2 separate regions of the Hordeum vulgare genome follow, and region 1 is linked to region 2. A link is a contact called in public Hi-C data. All regions are on one chromosome and are shown on one strand. Each heading gives the region's core, a stretch centred on a gene start, on an enhancer-like site or on the middle of the called end of the contact. The rest is flanking DNA. Distances are from core to core; before and after follow the strand shown.

Evidence for each region. A called contact is a pair of places that touch in the nucleus more often than the background predicts.
Region 1: a Hi-C map of seedling shows a contact between it and region 2, with 2.2 times the contacts expected there. The contact joins the promoter of LOC123443155 here to the enhancer-like site in region 2. A contact is called at or near these places in 1 of 6 Hi-C or Micro-C datasets (seedling) and 1 of 1 datasets of contacts at active chromatin or transcription factors (embryo).

What each region holds. Positions count from the first base shown.
Region 1 is chr3H:111,040,978-111,047,931 of MorexV3_pseudomolecules_assembly, reverse strand. LOC123443155 (cytochrome P450 710A1-like) reads right to left here and starts at 5,515. Exons shown (of 1, transcript XM_045119440.1): 1 at 3,393-5,515. The coding sequence starts at 5,180. The coding sequence ends at 3,648.
Region 2 is chr3H:110,883,955-110,891,649 of MorexV3_pseudomolecules_assembly, reverse strand. It overlaps LOC123443154 (a long non-coding RNA gene), which reads right to left. Exons shown (of 3, transcript XR_006630580.1): 2 at 6,562-7,544; 3 at 4,205-4,552. Among protein-coding and RNA genes, the nearest start is that of LOC123443154, 5.8 kb to the right of the region's middle. Within about 2 kb of position 3,894, at least 3 of the 3 cell types and tissues checked have open chromatin away from gene starts, as enhancers often do. A contact at or near this core is called in seedling, where this site is marked.

The sequences.
Region 1 (6,954 bases), core at 4,266-6,765, 150 kb before region 2:
ACAAAAAAATAGTGGCACATTGTATCAAACACACGACCAAATTTTCCAAAACATCATAACCTAGCCATTAGCCATTCACTTTAACATGTCCAATAAGGATTATGAGTTTATATGTCTGAACAGTCAGCCAGTAAAGCATACCCATACACATGTTTAATTTGAATAAGTGTTCTTAAACAAATAAACGTTCTTAATGTACTAGAATAAAGGCGCTCCTATAGCTCAATTGGGTTGTGCCAGTGCTACCCATTTTGTTGGAGTTCGTTTTTTTAGAAAATTTGTAGATGGTATGTAAAGTATAATAATCTCAGTAATAAAAATAACCATTAGGTATTCATGTGTTTTAAATATTGTGAAAAATATTTATTAATTATAAAATAGTTTGTAATATTTAAAGTTTAAAGTTCTTTTATGAATATTCACTCGTGTATAATATTTTATTTCTATAATATTTAGAATATAAGTCTTGAGTAAAAATTATACACAAACGAATGTTCATAAATATCTAGTAAATATTTGTATTCATCATTTTATATAATTTCAAATAAGCCGTGAGTGTACAGTTTTTTATGGATTCATTTAATGTATTTATTTAATGAAGAAATTCAAAGTACGTATGAACTAAGTATGACTTATATAATACATGGGTTTATATTTAAATAATGTTATTTATGAATCATTCTTTGTATGTATAATAGTTTTAACACGCGAATATTTGAACATAATTTTATTATTTCTGTTTTACAATATCTTAAAAAATATCATAAATGCTTTTATTACTTACATCTTACTAATTATATTTTTTATAGAATAGACAAGTTTATATTTATGTGTTCCTATTTACTAATAATCGTCTGCATGTATAATATTTTGAGCACACAAGTATTTTTACAAAACATTTCTTACGTATATTTTGCAAATACATTAAGAATAACAGTGCGTGCAAATTTTTCCATAGTATCTCCAGCCAATTGAGCTCCATTTGCTTGCGCGTCCAATATATATAAGCTAGTTTATCCGTATAAGATATGCTAATTTGTTTGGTCAAGTGGTTAGTCTGGACAGTATTGTATAAGCATGTGTGGCGTGTTCAATTGCCACGACACCCCATTTTTTGTGTCAATTTCTGCATCACATTAGTTTGTTTTTCTGCAAAATAGAAAAAAATGAGGTGGTTGGCTTTTTCGTGAAAAATATACAAGGGTGATTTCAGCAAAATTAACGTCGGTCGGGCATCATTATCTGTGACAATTAGAGCCATACACAGAAATATATCCACATACGCATTTTATAACTGTATGTGCACACTCAAGTCAAGTTAAGTGATCGCAAGTCCGTATTTTCAAAGTTCTAGCACCAAAACTAAACATCAAGCGCAAGTTCTAAGACTCCCGATGATATTACCTCTTTTACGATTGTATTTTAGTTTTTTGTTATGCTTTAACAGTATGTCATGTTCTCAACTTATGTGCTCATAGGAGCACGATGTTCATGTTGTTGTGTTTAAAGAAATGCAAACAATGTGATCTAAGTTTAGGCTGTCATATTGATGAATAACGTATACTAGTAAGTAACATGCATATGTTACTAGTTTATGTTATTAGTTTTATAATGGATAGTGTCTTATGACAATATAAAAATCTTTATTTGATTTGAATATAAATTCAATGACCGTAAAAATCTAATGCCTTCAGGTACGTTAGATCCCAATTGAACGCATGACAATTAATCATTGTAGTATGTCAATTTCTATTATTTTCCACCACATGTCAACTTTCACCGTAACGATGACAAATGCTTATATATAACTATGCCAATTTTAATAGTTTTATATGGTAAATTTGGTCGCCACGCTAAAAAACTGAAATATTTCCAGTATTTATTATTTTGTAGAGTCATTTCCGATGAAAACACCATGAGATGATAAAATATTATGTTACGCAATTTCTCTTTTTAAGTGACATGCATGTTATACTCGAAGTACTAGGAGTGCTACTCCCTCCGTTTCATAATGATTATTAATTTTATTTTTGACAACTCGAACTTTACAAACTCTGATCAAGTTTATAAAAAAATAATATGAAACTATGATACTATATCTTATGATGAATTTAATGATATATGTTTAACATTCTAGATGAAAATGCTTTTCCACTCAAACTTTGTCAAAGTTGTGAGATCTGATTTTTCAAAAGAATCTATAAACATTATGGAACAAGGACTACGTTATACTATATGCCTAAATAGTATTTTATTTCTTGAATACTACTATCTTTCTAAATAGTTGATTTCCACTAACATATTTATCTTAGCATGCAATCAAGCCAGCTCATCATACAACCATGCATGAAAAAGGCCCAGCTCAGTGTGTAACCATGCATGGAGGAAGGTTCATAACAACACGCAATCATGCATGAAAAATGCTTTCTAATTTATCATAGACCTTCTATTCAACAAATATACCACACCTATACAATAATCAAATGCAAAATCATATGTATTTTTGATTTTGATTATCATGTTATTTACTTAAATACTTATGTAACCAATTCCCGCGAACTCCTTATGACATATATCTAACCAATTCCTGCGACAACGTAAGTTATTTGTCTAGTTTTCATGATGAGTTATGTAGACAGTAAACCTGAGAATGGTTTCATACTTGAACCGTACTTGAACCATGCCCATACATTTATCTCTCAAAACCATACTTAAATCATACCCATTTGATGTCATTTTCAACCCATCCAAAACTAAACTCATTATTTTTTCCACCCAAACCAACTTAAATCCAATACATCACCGTGGGTTGAAAACCAATACATAATTGTGGTTTGCTTTAATGTACGTATAATTGCACAAATTGACAAGTTAAGAAGCAAATGAGATAGAAAAGGTATAAATGCATCTACAACAGTTTGAGAACAAAGTTGTCCTTGAGATCCAGTCAACACACAGCAAAAGGCAAAAAAAAGTCCACGTCTGAATAGCTCACTAACATGTGTATTAAAATAAAATTACTTAGCCAAAGCACAAGCAAACACTTCCGATTTTCATGTGGTATTTTCCCATAATACATAATTACATAGTGCGTTACAACATGCATGCTGAGCAAAAATATTCGTTCTCGATCATCGTTGGTTATTACACATAACCAATGCCTAGAAACCAGTTTGGACCAATAGTTTATAACCGTTTATAACCAAACTGTTTAAAAATATAACCAACTATATTCAAACTGGTTTCTTCACATACACAAACCAAAACCAAACTAAAAAAACTCAATCTAGTAAAACCTAAATTAATCAAACCGAAAGTAATAACCGAAACGTTGCACCTGGTTTTTTAATAACCATTCCTAAGTTTACCAAACATGAGACCAAGACTAGAAATAGTGAAACAAATAGTCCAATTTCAGACATGGCCAATTTAACCCCAATACAATATGAGCACATGACCCATGCGGCCAGCCGGCCAGCAAACCAATGACAAACAAAATAATAAATTGATGAATGGACCGACCCGCCCAAGACAACAAATCATCACATTGACATGACCTGGTGAAGAATAGAAAAAAGGAATGAGGAAGGGACGAGAGAGAGACAGATGATACTCTGTGGGTGATGGGGACAAGGCGGACGGCCAGCTCAGAACGATGGGATCGTGTCGCAGCGCTGATTCATGTACACGGCGCAGCCATCCCTGGGCACGATGGTTGGCATGTAGACCGGCTCGTCGCATCCCGCCGTCCTGTCCCGCCGGAACTCGGCCACGGACACGAACAGCGCCAGGAACAGCACGAGGTGGTTCAGGGCGTACCGCTGGCCGACGCATTGGTGGGCGCCGGCGCCGAAGGCCAGGAAGTTGCGCTTGCACGACACGTCCTCCCTGCGCGCCTCTGAGAAGAAGCGCTCCGGGTCGAACGCTTCCGGCGAGGTGAACCCCTGGAACGACGACTCGTAGACCGACGGGAACACGATGGCCCCCTTGGGCACCGTGTACCACTCCGTCAGCTGGAACGGCTCGCCGGCGACGTGCGGCACCAGCGTCGCCGGCGGGCGGTACCGGACCACCTCCCGCGCCACCGCCTGGGTGTACTTCATCCCCTGAATCTTCTCGGCCGTGATGGGCTTGCCGGACTCCGGCGACCAGACCGCGGCCACCTCGGCGCGCACGCGGGCGAGCACGTCCGGGTGCGAGTCCAGGGCGGAGACTGCCCAGCAGAGCGAGGATGTGGACGCGTCCTGGGCGGCGAACAGGAAATCAAAGAGGAAGACCCCAAACTCCTCGTCGTCGGTGTGCGCCGGCGGCGCCTGCCCCGCCGCTGCGGCCTCGTCGATCTCCCGCAGCGTCTCCTGCATCCAGTAGTCCACGAGGCACTCCGGCTCGCCGCCGGCGCGCATGCGCGCCTTGCTCTTACGCGCGCACTCCCCGAGCGTGCGCACAAGCCGCGCCACGGCCAGCCTCGCGCGCCGGAACGCGAACCCTGGCAGGTCAACGGGGACGGCCATGAGGCCGAGGTTGAAGAGGGCGTAGTCCTTGGCGAACCTCTCCCTTGCCTTCTCGGTGAGGTAGGACCCCACGAACACCGTCTGCGAGGTCTCCAGGTTCATGTCGCGGCAGGGCACCCGTATCGGCATGGCCTCGCCGGTGGCGGCGCTCTGGTCGAGCCACCTCCGGAGGTGAGCCAGGATGACACGCTGCTGGATGGCGGCGTAGGTGGAGAGCGCGCGCGGCGTGAAGTTGGGCGTGATCCGGCGGCGCAGGTCCTTGTGGTCCTCGCCGAACATGTAGATGAGGTTGTGGTCGCCGAAGAGCTTCTTGCCGAACGGGTGGCCGATGAGGTGGAAGGCGTCGGGGCGGACGTTGGCGAAGACGCGGTGGGACAGCTCGGAGTCGCGGATGAATACGATGAACCGGCCGAAGAGGAAGTCCGCGGCGAGCCCGGCGCCGGACTCCCTGGCCCGCGCCGCCTGCACGTCCCAGAACCCCGTCGGGTCGCGGATCATGCGCACGGCGCTGCCGAGGAACGGCACGACTAGCGACGGGCCTGGCAGGGGGGCCTTCTTGCGGAGGTAGGACAGCTGCTCGACCAGGAAGTAGAGCGCCACTGCCGCCGCCAAGAACGGCGCCGCCGCGCGCAGGTCGAAGAAACCGGCCGTGGGCAGCAGCTCCGCCATTGGGCCCTCCCAATGCTGGCTCGCTGAGGATGAGGTTATCGTGGAGCTCAAGGCTCAAGCTCTCCCTGGCCTGTACACTGAAAGAACACGAGTATTGTATTGAATTGGTCTATCGGAGACGGCATATTTATGGCATGCGTACAACGGTACAAGGGAGGAAGGTTGGAGTGGGAACCGGTGGTCAAAGGCTGGCTTGGTTGGGTGGTGCTGGGAAAACGAAAGGAGGCGGCCGTGTTGTGTTGTGTTGTGTTGTGTTGGGCTGGCTGCACGGGCGGGGGCGGATTGGCTGATGGCCTGCATTCGCTGCGCGCGCGGTGGAAGAAACGAGGTCCCCTTACTTGTGGACGCCGGAAGGGGGAAGCCTAGGGGACGTGGCCTCGTGCGTTTGTACCCTGACTTATGGCCTTGTGGGTGTTATTTTTACTAAATGACCCCTTGTGAAACTTAATTTGTCCTTTGACCCCTCAAGAAACTTAATTCAACATCTTACCCACGAATTCACACCTAACACGCCTAATTTACACGTCAAGCCGCCATACTGCAAGGCGTCTTGACCGTCCACGCTCGTCATTCGTAGCGTCAGCATAGCACCTCCGTGTCGTGCCTCACCGAAAGGAGTTACACTACATAGAACCCTTAACTTTTTAGATGGCCGACCTTCCCGAGAGTTTGCGACATATCTTGCTCTCATGCTGGATGAATTGATTTATGCTTGAAACACATAGGCTTCTCTAGTTTAAAGGTAACATGACCATCCGTTTGGTGTATCTGTCGTGGATTCATGTGATGGTACGACATATATAGATGGGTCGTTATAGAGCCAGTCCATTAGGTGTTCCAGCTTGTAGGATTGCACGCCCGTTGGTATGGTTTTGATTCATCCATCGCATGGGTGTGTGCTTCTCATGCACTACTTGTGGTTTGTTATCCCCGTGCATGTAAAAATGCGTTGTGACATCAAAAAATTAGGCAGCCTCGATGGACTAAGCACAATGGAATTTCTATTCCATCGGACACGTCCTCGTGGACCGTCGTCTCGAACGTCCCTTGCAGCCTCACCCCTTTGCCATGGACCTCCCGCACCTTTCCACGAGGTCGTTCTACTAGCGACCGACCCCGCCCCTTTTGTGCGTTGCTCCACCGCGTACCCCCCCCACACACACACCACCACCACCAACCTGACCCCAATCTGAACCCCAACCCCAAAACCAAGCCCAATATTAAATTCCCAACAATCGAAGAGTGGAAGGGTGAAGACACCGCACCAGTAACTAGATCTATCGAACCACTAGATATTCTTCTTGTGTGTAATATAAGGTTTATATGAATCAAGTTCAAAGGTTACAGATCAGTTATATATGACATATCCCGTCTAGGGAAGTTTAGGTAATATGAGCGTACGAACCCCCTCTATATCCTTTATCATGCTAGGACCAACCTATATCACCTACACCTAGTTAATGTTTGGCTATACTCCCAATTTATGTAGGATGGTGTGTTGTATTGTAGTGCACTTACACCATGGAAGCATTGTTAAAATTCAATATGGCACCACCTATGTGGAGATTTTAGTCAGCCAAATTCGATATATTTCCCGAAGGACCCGATTCACTATGAACTGGTTGATAGGGTGAGACTGGAGTTGTGTGTGGAAGAAAATTGTGTACTAAGGTTGGAAGAAAGTTATGGCGCCGACCCATGTCCTAGGTCATTTTGCACGATAATCGTCCTAACATAGACTTATGATTGGGAGAATTACAAGGGAATGGTCAGT
Region 2 (7,695 bases), core at 2,645-5,144:
TTCCAAGCAAAGCGTCGTAGCAGATTCTACATGTGAAGCGGAGTACATGGCTGCCTCGGAGGCGGCTAAGGAGGGTGTCTGGATGAAGCAGTTCATGACGGATCTTGGAGTGGTGCCAAGTGCACTGAATCCAATAACCTTGTTCTGTGACAACACGGGTGCCATTGCCTTAGCAAAGGAACCACGATTTCACAAGAAGTCCAGACACATCAAACGACGCTTCAACCTCATCCGCGACTACGTCGAAGGGGAGGACGTAAATATATGCAAAGTGCACACGGATCTGAATATAGCAGACCCGCTGACTAAACCTCTTCCACGGGCAAAGCATGATCAACACCAGAACTGTATGGGTGTTAGATTTATTACAATGTAATTCGCATGATGATGTGAGGTAAATCATGCTGTATGGGTGTTATATGATCTGTATGGGTGTTAGATTTATTACATGATGATTATTGACTCTAGTGCAAGTGGGAGACTGTTGGAATTATGCCCTAGAGGCAATAATAAATATAGTTATTATTATAATTCCTGTATCAAGATAATCATTTATTATCCATGCTATAATTGTATTGAATGAAGACTTATATACATGTGTGGATACATAGACAAAACACTGTCCCTAGCAAGCCTCTAGTTGGCTAGCCAATTGATCAAAGATAGTCAGTGTCTTCTGATTATAAACAAGTTGTTGTTGCTTGATAACTGGATCACGTCATTAGGAGAATCACGTGATGGACTAGACCCAAACTAATAGACGTAGCATGTTGATCGTGTCATTTTGTTGCTACTGTTTTCTGCGTGTCAAGTATTTGTTCCTATGACCATGAGATCATATAACTCACTGACACCGGAGGAATACTTTGTGTGTATCAAACATCGCAACGTAACTGGGTGACTATAAAGATGCTCTACAAGTATCTCCGAAGGTGTTCGTTGAGTTAGTATGGATCGAGACTGGGATTTGTCACTCCGTGTGACGGAGAGGTATCTCGGGGCCCACTCGGTAATACAACATCACACACAAGCCTTGCAAGCAATGTGACTTAGTGTAAGTTGCGGGATCTTGTATTACGGAACGAGTAAAGAGACTTGCCGGTAAACGAGATTGAAATAGGTATGCGGATACTGACGATCGAATCTCGGGCAAGTAACATACCGAAGGACAAAGGGAATGACATACGGGATTATATGAATCCTTGGCACTGGGGTTCAAACGATAAGATCTTCGTAGAATATGTAGGATCCAATATGGGCATCCAGGTCCCGCTATTGGATATTGACCGAGGAGTCTCTCGGGTCATGTCTACATAGTTCTCGAACCCGCAGGGTCTGCACACTTAAGGTTCGACGTTGTTTTATGCGTATTTGAGTTATATGGTTGGTTACCGAATGTTGTTAGGAGTCCCGGATGAGATCACGGACGTCACGAGGGTTTCCGGAATGGTCCGGAAACGAAGATTGATATATAGGATGACCTCATTTGATTACCGGAAGGTTTTCGGAGTTACCGGGAATGTACCGGGAATGACGAATGGGTTCCGGGAGTTCACCGGGGGGGGCAACCCACCCCGGGGAAGCCCATAGGCCTTGGGGGTGGCGCACCAGCCCTTAGTGGGCTGGTGGGACAGCCCAAGAAGGCCCTATGCGTCATAGGAAGAAAATCAAAGAGAAAAAAAAGGAGGAGGTGGGAAAAGGGGGAAGGACTCCTCCTTCCAAACCTAGTTGGACTCGGTTTGGAAGGGGAGGGTTGCCCCCCTTGGCTCGGCCGAAGCCCTTGAGGGTCCTTGGACCCCAAGGCAAGGCTCCCCCTCTCCCCCCTATATATACGGAGGTTTTAGGGCTGATTTGAGACGACTTTTCCACGGCAGCCCGACCACATACCTCCACGGTTTTACCTCTAGATCGCGTTTCTGCGGAGCTCGGGCGGAGCCCTGCTGAGATAAGATCACCACCAACCTCAGGAGCGCCGTCACGCTGCCGGAGAACTATTCTACCTCTCCGTCTCTCTTGCTGGATCAAGAAGGCCGAGATCATCGTCGAGCTGTACGTGTGCTGAACGCGGAGGTGCAGTCTGTTCGGCACTAGATCGTGGGACTGAACGCGGGACGGTTCGCGGGGCGGATCGAGGGACGTGAGGACGTTCCATTACATCAACCGCGTTCACTAACGCTTCTGTTGTACGGTCTACAAGGGTACGTAGATCACACATCCCCTCTCGTAGATGGACATCACCATGATAGGTCTTTGTGCGCGTAGGAAAATTTTTGTTTCCCATGCGAAGTTCCCCATCACTAGGACAGGGGTGGTAGTTTAATTGGTTGACATGATGTTTCTTTATTGAAATGTTAATCATGATGTTTTGATTGATAATTGGAGTGCTTTAATTGGTACAACTCATTGAAGTAATGTAGGCAATCGGATATCATAGGTAGTATCATACATGTAAACTAGGCATTTTTTATTAGATGTCACATAATTAAATGAGGAAAGAGGAGGTTGGGTATCATGATATGATGTGGTTTTATATTAAAAATGTAATAGTTTGTGTCATGTATATCAATAAATAAGGTCTCTATGATACCAAACTATATTATTATGCATTATGGAGATGTGTGTTATGTTATTAGCTAAGTTACTCTTACTATCGCCAGCCTAAAGCTGAACGGTGTGCATAGCCTTTTCCCCCTCTCGCGAGGCGACTAGGGAAAGCCTTCCTCCCCTCCATCTCCTGTAGCAAGCGCGTGGATTAGCCTCCCCTTCGCCTACTGGTGACGTGGAGGGAATTTCTGACTTCTGGGCTCCGGCTAATTGATATGTAAGGTTTTAGTCCTCGTACACGCGGCGATCGGTCGGATCCTAGGGCTTCTTCTTCGAGTCGGTCTTTCGAGCTTCGATTCTCCTCAAGTTCGCCGGCTGGCAGATTAGACAGAGCTCTGACGTAGATTCCTGTCAGTTCCTCGAGTCGACCAGGTTAGGGTTTCTTATCGTGCATATGCAACATCGAGTTTTGGTGTCAGGTTTTTCATATCAATTCAAGGATTCAATAGTGTAGACTACGACTCCAAGGCGCTAGTCCTTAGGGGGGCGTATAGGAAGACTTTCCGGTTGTTAACGACAATGTTAGACCGGATCCGGTATGGGAGAGTCGGCAACGATGCATCGACGACTGCAGTGGTTGTTTGGTGATCCATGGCCCTCAATAAACTTTTTTATTATGTTTGAGGTGCTTTGTACCTTTGCTGGATCTTTATAACATATCCGACTTTTCCGCGAGGGGGCGGGGGAGGGGGAGATGAATGATCTTCGCCCGTTATATTATTTAATTTTGTTTTGATTGTTGATTGATTTATTTTTTTTGGGTTAAGAATGTGTGCAGCTCAGCGAATCAATTTATGATTGAATGGTTAGGAGGATAGTGGTATCCTCGTTCCATCAAAGTTTAAGTCCTAAACTTGACATTGATGCTCCTATTTTTTAAATTTATTTCAGACTTTTGCAGCGATGGTTGTTTAGTGCGAGGAGATGTTCGCATCGGATACGAGGCGTATGTGGTGACTTTGTCACTTTTGAGATGTTATGTCGTCTTAGTTAGTCGAAGGTGTTTATATGAATATAATGTGTGTACATTCATAGGATAAACGTATGATCGTGTATATATGCCAACTTTCATTGTAATGTGTTCTAAAAAAAACCTGTGCAGTTCAGAAAGACCCAGATCAAGGTTGATCCTTGCACAGGCTCAATCAACCCCCTCCAACAGATTTTTGGCACGCGAGTCACGCCATGCATAGGATTCGAGAATTGTGGTCGCCCAAGCCTGCACGTGCCATGCGTTAAAGAGATGGACCTACTGGACCGGATGTTTGTTTGCAACATCCCGATTTGAACATGGGGAGGGGCCGGACTCGTCGGGTGCTTGTCGGCTACATCGAAATAGCATTGATCGATCGAAAGGGATCGATCGGCATTAATCAACCGAAATAGTGAGCCACCCGGAAACGGGACTTTTCGGTCACGACAATGCTTGCACGGGCACGTACAAATGTACAATCCATACAGTAGACGATCGGATTGGATTGTAAGTGGACAGCTTACCGGGCATTGTGGGACTGACCCACACTAACCACCATTCCTTACGCGGGATTATGCCGGAGTCCACTTATTTTTAAGTGGTTAACGCAGGGTTCACATATTACCATTTACTAGTAGAACGCCCAACGCACGGGCTTTTAAAAAGAAACTAAGATGCTGATGATAGAGCTAGCTAAAATAATTGAAAACAGTGTCATCTCAGCTAACACAACAATAATGTTAGAGCATCTATAACCCTCCCTATCAAATCCTCCACAAACATGAAAGAGAAGGAAAAGAGGTGACCCAACCATACAGCTCATATCATCGCTATACGATCAAGTTGTTCACAAACCCTTGTATGTGCACAAAATATGAAGAGGATATGCAGGCTCCAGACGCGTCCGGGCAGTCTATCACATAGGACACTGCCCACCCCAGACCACCTTTCTTTCTTCTCTTTCTTCCTCTTCATCTTCATCAATCACATACAAGTGAATAGAGATAAGAGGAGAAAATGAGAAACATGACTGCATGCAGAGAGAAAAGAGGGCTAACTGATCTGCCGTGTCCAATGGATGGATTTGCTAGATCCAGTTATAGATGATATCTTAGTGAAAACTATATAAAATATGTTTTTATTCCATAGCATCATGAATACAATTCGATGAATACCAGACCCAAGTTTTATATAACGTATTCATTAGCCAAGCATCTAACCCACACCACCATGTACTCCCCCCTTGATTGCATGCATTCATTTACCTCCTTAGCGATAGGGCCATAGATTGAACTATCAATATCTTGGCTTCTTAACTTAAAAGCCGCTATCTTTTGTGTCTGTCTCCAGGATAAGTTTTGCCACTTTTAATTTACGTGTAAGCTGAGAAACCCACCGACATGCCTTGAGTTCAGCCAATTCAGGGACCATGGTGAAGGAGAAAAATGGCATGTGCCCCCGCTTGCAAAAGATATTATTAAAATCAATCAATAGTTAAATGGTTAGGAAGATTGTGGTACCATCCATGTGTGATTGCATGTGTCTTGGTCGTGTGCCTACTGCTATCCAAATCTGTTTAAACATTTATCAAAATACATGACATTTTTTTTATTAATTCAAATAAAAGCACATCAAAGGACCAAGAATTCGCGTCGCTACTCTCATTTCCCACCGGTCATTTTTTCCTCGTTTTTTCATGGGGAGTACTTATGCATACATCCTAATATCTCAAAGTTTAAACCTTGTAGACATGGAGATTGCACATAGAATATAACTTTTTACCATTATCACTTAGTTACCTGGTAGAAGATGCCATCTTTTTTACGGAATTATGATGTAACTATTAAACACTTAATTGTATTATCTTCTTTATGAATATAGTGATTCTAGTATAATGCCCGTGCGTTGCCATGGGCCAAACAAAAATTCTACAATTAATAAAAATGCACTTATTATAAAGTGTATCTACCTCGATGGGTTTTCAAACTCTCCCAACAACAACGTCTTAGGGGGATGAAGATGTTCTCCCCCATGCAGTATGACAATATCAAGGTGGCTCAAAAGAACAGAAATGATACCAACACGAAATGGACTGTCCATGTATACTTGCATGGGGTTCTTATGAGTAATGTTGGCACCCGAGGAGCTGATCCATCAATCTTGCATGGAGTTTTTCAGGTGCCACGAAGAGGTATCAATATTCCTAGTATGTTGAAGATTTTGAAGTATATATTGGTCCATACATGTATATACAAGTACATAAACCCCTCCATCTTCAGCTATAATATAATACTCCCCCCGTTCCTAAATATTTGTCTTTGTAGAGATTCAACTACGGGCTACACACGGAGCAAAATGAGTGAATTTACACTCTAAATTATATCTACATACATCCGTTTGTAGTCCGTAGTGAAATCTCTAGAAAGATAAATATTTAGGAACGAAGGGAGTATAATGGAAGTGAAGTTCAACACTTCTATTAGAGATGTAATGACCACTACACCTTTTTGGTTTGCACACTTTCTTTTTCTGTTTAATTTGAAAGTCCTATGTCCAATTCCTCAAGATTTTAGCTTAGTCTCTTTGCCAATATGATCTAGTTGGCTGCCTATGGGGAAGGAACAATTTATGAAGACAATAAGCCGTTGGTTGTGCCATGACAAGTGCAAGGGTTCTTGTAGTTATACTTGTCATGGAATTAGTTTATGCAGTTCTTACCTGATAACATTTTTTTAATCTCGACATTTATTGCTGGTTGTAGACTTATCACATTCACTGATCAATTGGTTAGACAGACTGATGGTTATTTAACCCATTAATTGCTTAAATAAAGACTAAAACACAAGATCACCCTTGTGGTTATAGTTGAATGGACGTGTGTGGCCAAGGAATATATTTTTTAGAAATACATAAATTGATCAAATATAATTGCAATTCACAATGTAAATTATGATAAGTATCGTCTAGGAGCCCATCCTTGATACCTCCATTGGTCTGATGCCCATCATCACTTCTCCTCTACTCTGATGTTCATAGAAGACGATGGAGGCCTGGTATCCATGCTCTATTTGCGGACCACATGAGCATAACGGTGAACTCCCATTTATTTTGCCCCCTTCGGCATTCTCCCTCATGCTCTCTTGCCCGGCCTTATCTAGCGCCGCTGGCCTGTTCACCAGCATATCTAACAATTCCTCCAAATTTCAGGGCCAACACAAAATTTTAAACATATGGTGGTAACAAATTTAGCTAAAAAGTGTGGAGAATAGGTCCAAGATATCCCAGTGCAGTTTGCTAATGAGAGATGAGATATTTTCCTTAAACCTTCCAAATGAGTTTAATTAGTGAAATGCTACTGAAAACATGAAGAACTATTCACAACATCAAATAGAAAACAACCTGGCCTCAGAACAATACCTTGTTGTACCTAGAATTTCACTGCCATAATGCCCGGGAAAACAACCGTATACTGTAGGGTGTAGGCACACATCAATAGCAGGATGGCCAAATATATATAATATTGAACAGCGGGAGATGGTCACATGATTTCTTGGATAACTACAACACCTGGTCAAACAAGCTAGACAATTAGATAGGTGAGAAACCATTAGCTGCTAAGCTAAGAAACTGGGCATGAAATTTTATATGCATGGAAATAAGATGACCATAACATGTTGGGAGAGAAATATACAGACATTTCCACCATTTACTTCAAAACATAGCATAAAATGATGTCTATATTATGCTAATACCTTGTCAACAATTTTATTGTTTCTTACCCTCCTGAGGCAAATAACACTATATCAGATTCGTCGTAGTGTTCAGTTATAACAAATTGTTCTCGCTGGCGATTACATCAGTATAAAATGGAAAGTATCAATCAAATTTTAAGTTGTCCATGGACTAAGGTGCAGAATGTGGTAGCTTGTAATCCCTTGTCGTCAACTTTGATGCCCAATCTGCATACCTTCTTGAAAAAAAACTAAATCAATTGTCGAGTCCATAGCCTATATCAGCTTCGTTCATAGTTGAATAATGCAGCAGAACACTTGTACTAATGTAAAAAAATGCAGGGTAGAATTGTTAGAAGTCTCCTAATGACATGACATTTTTGTTGC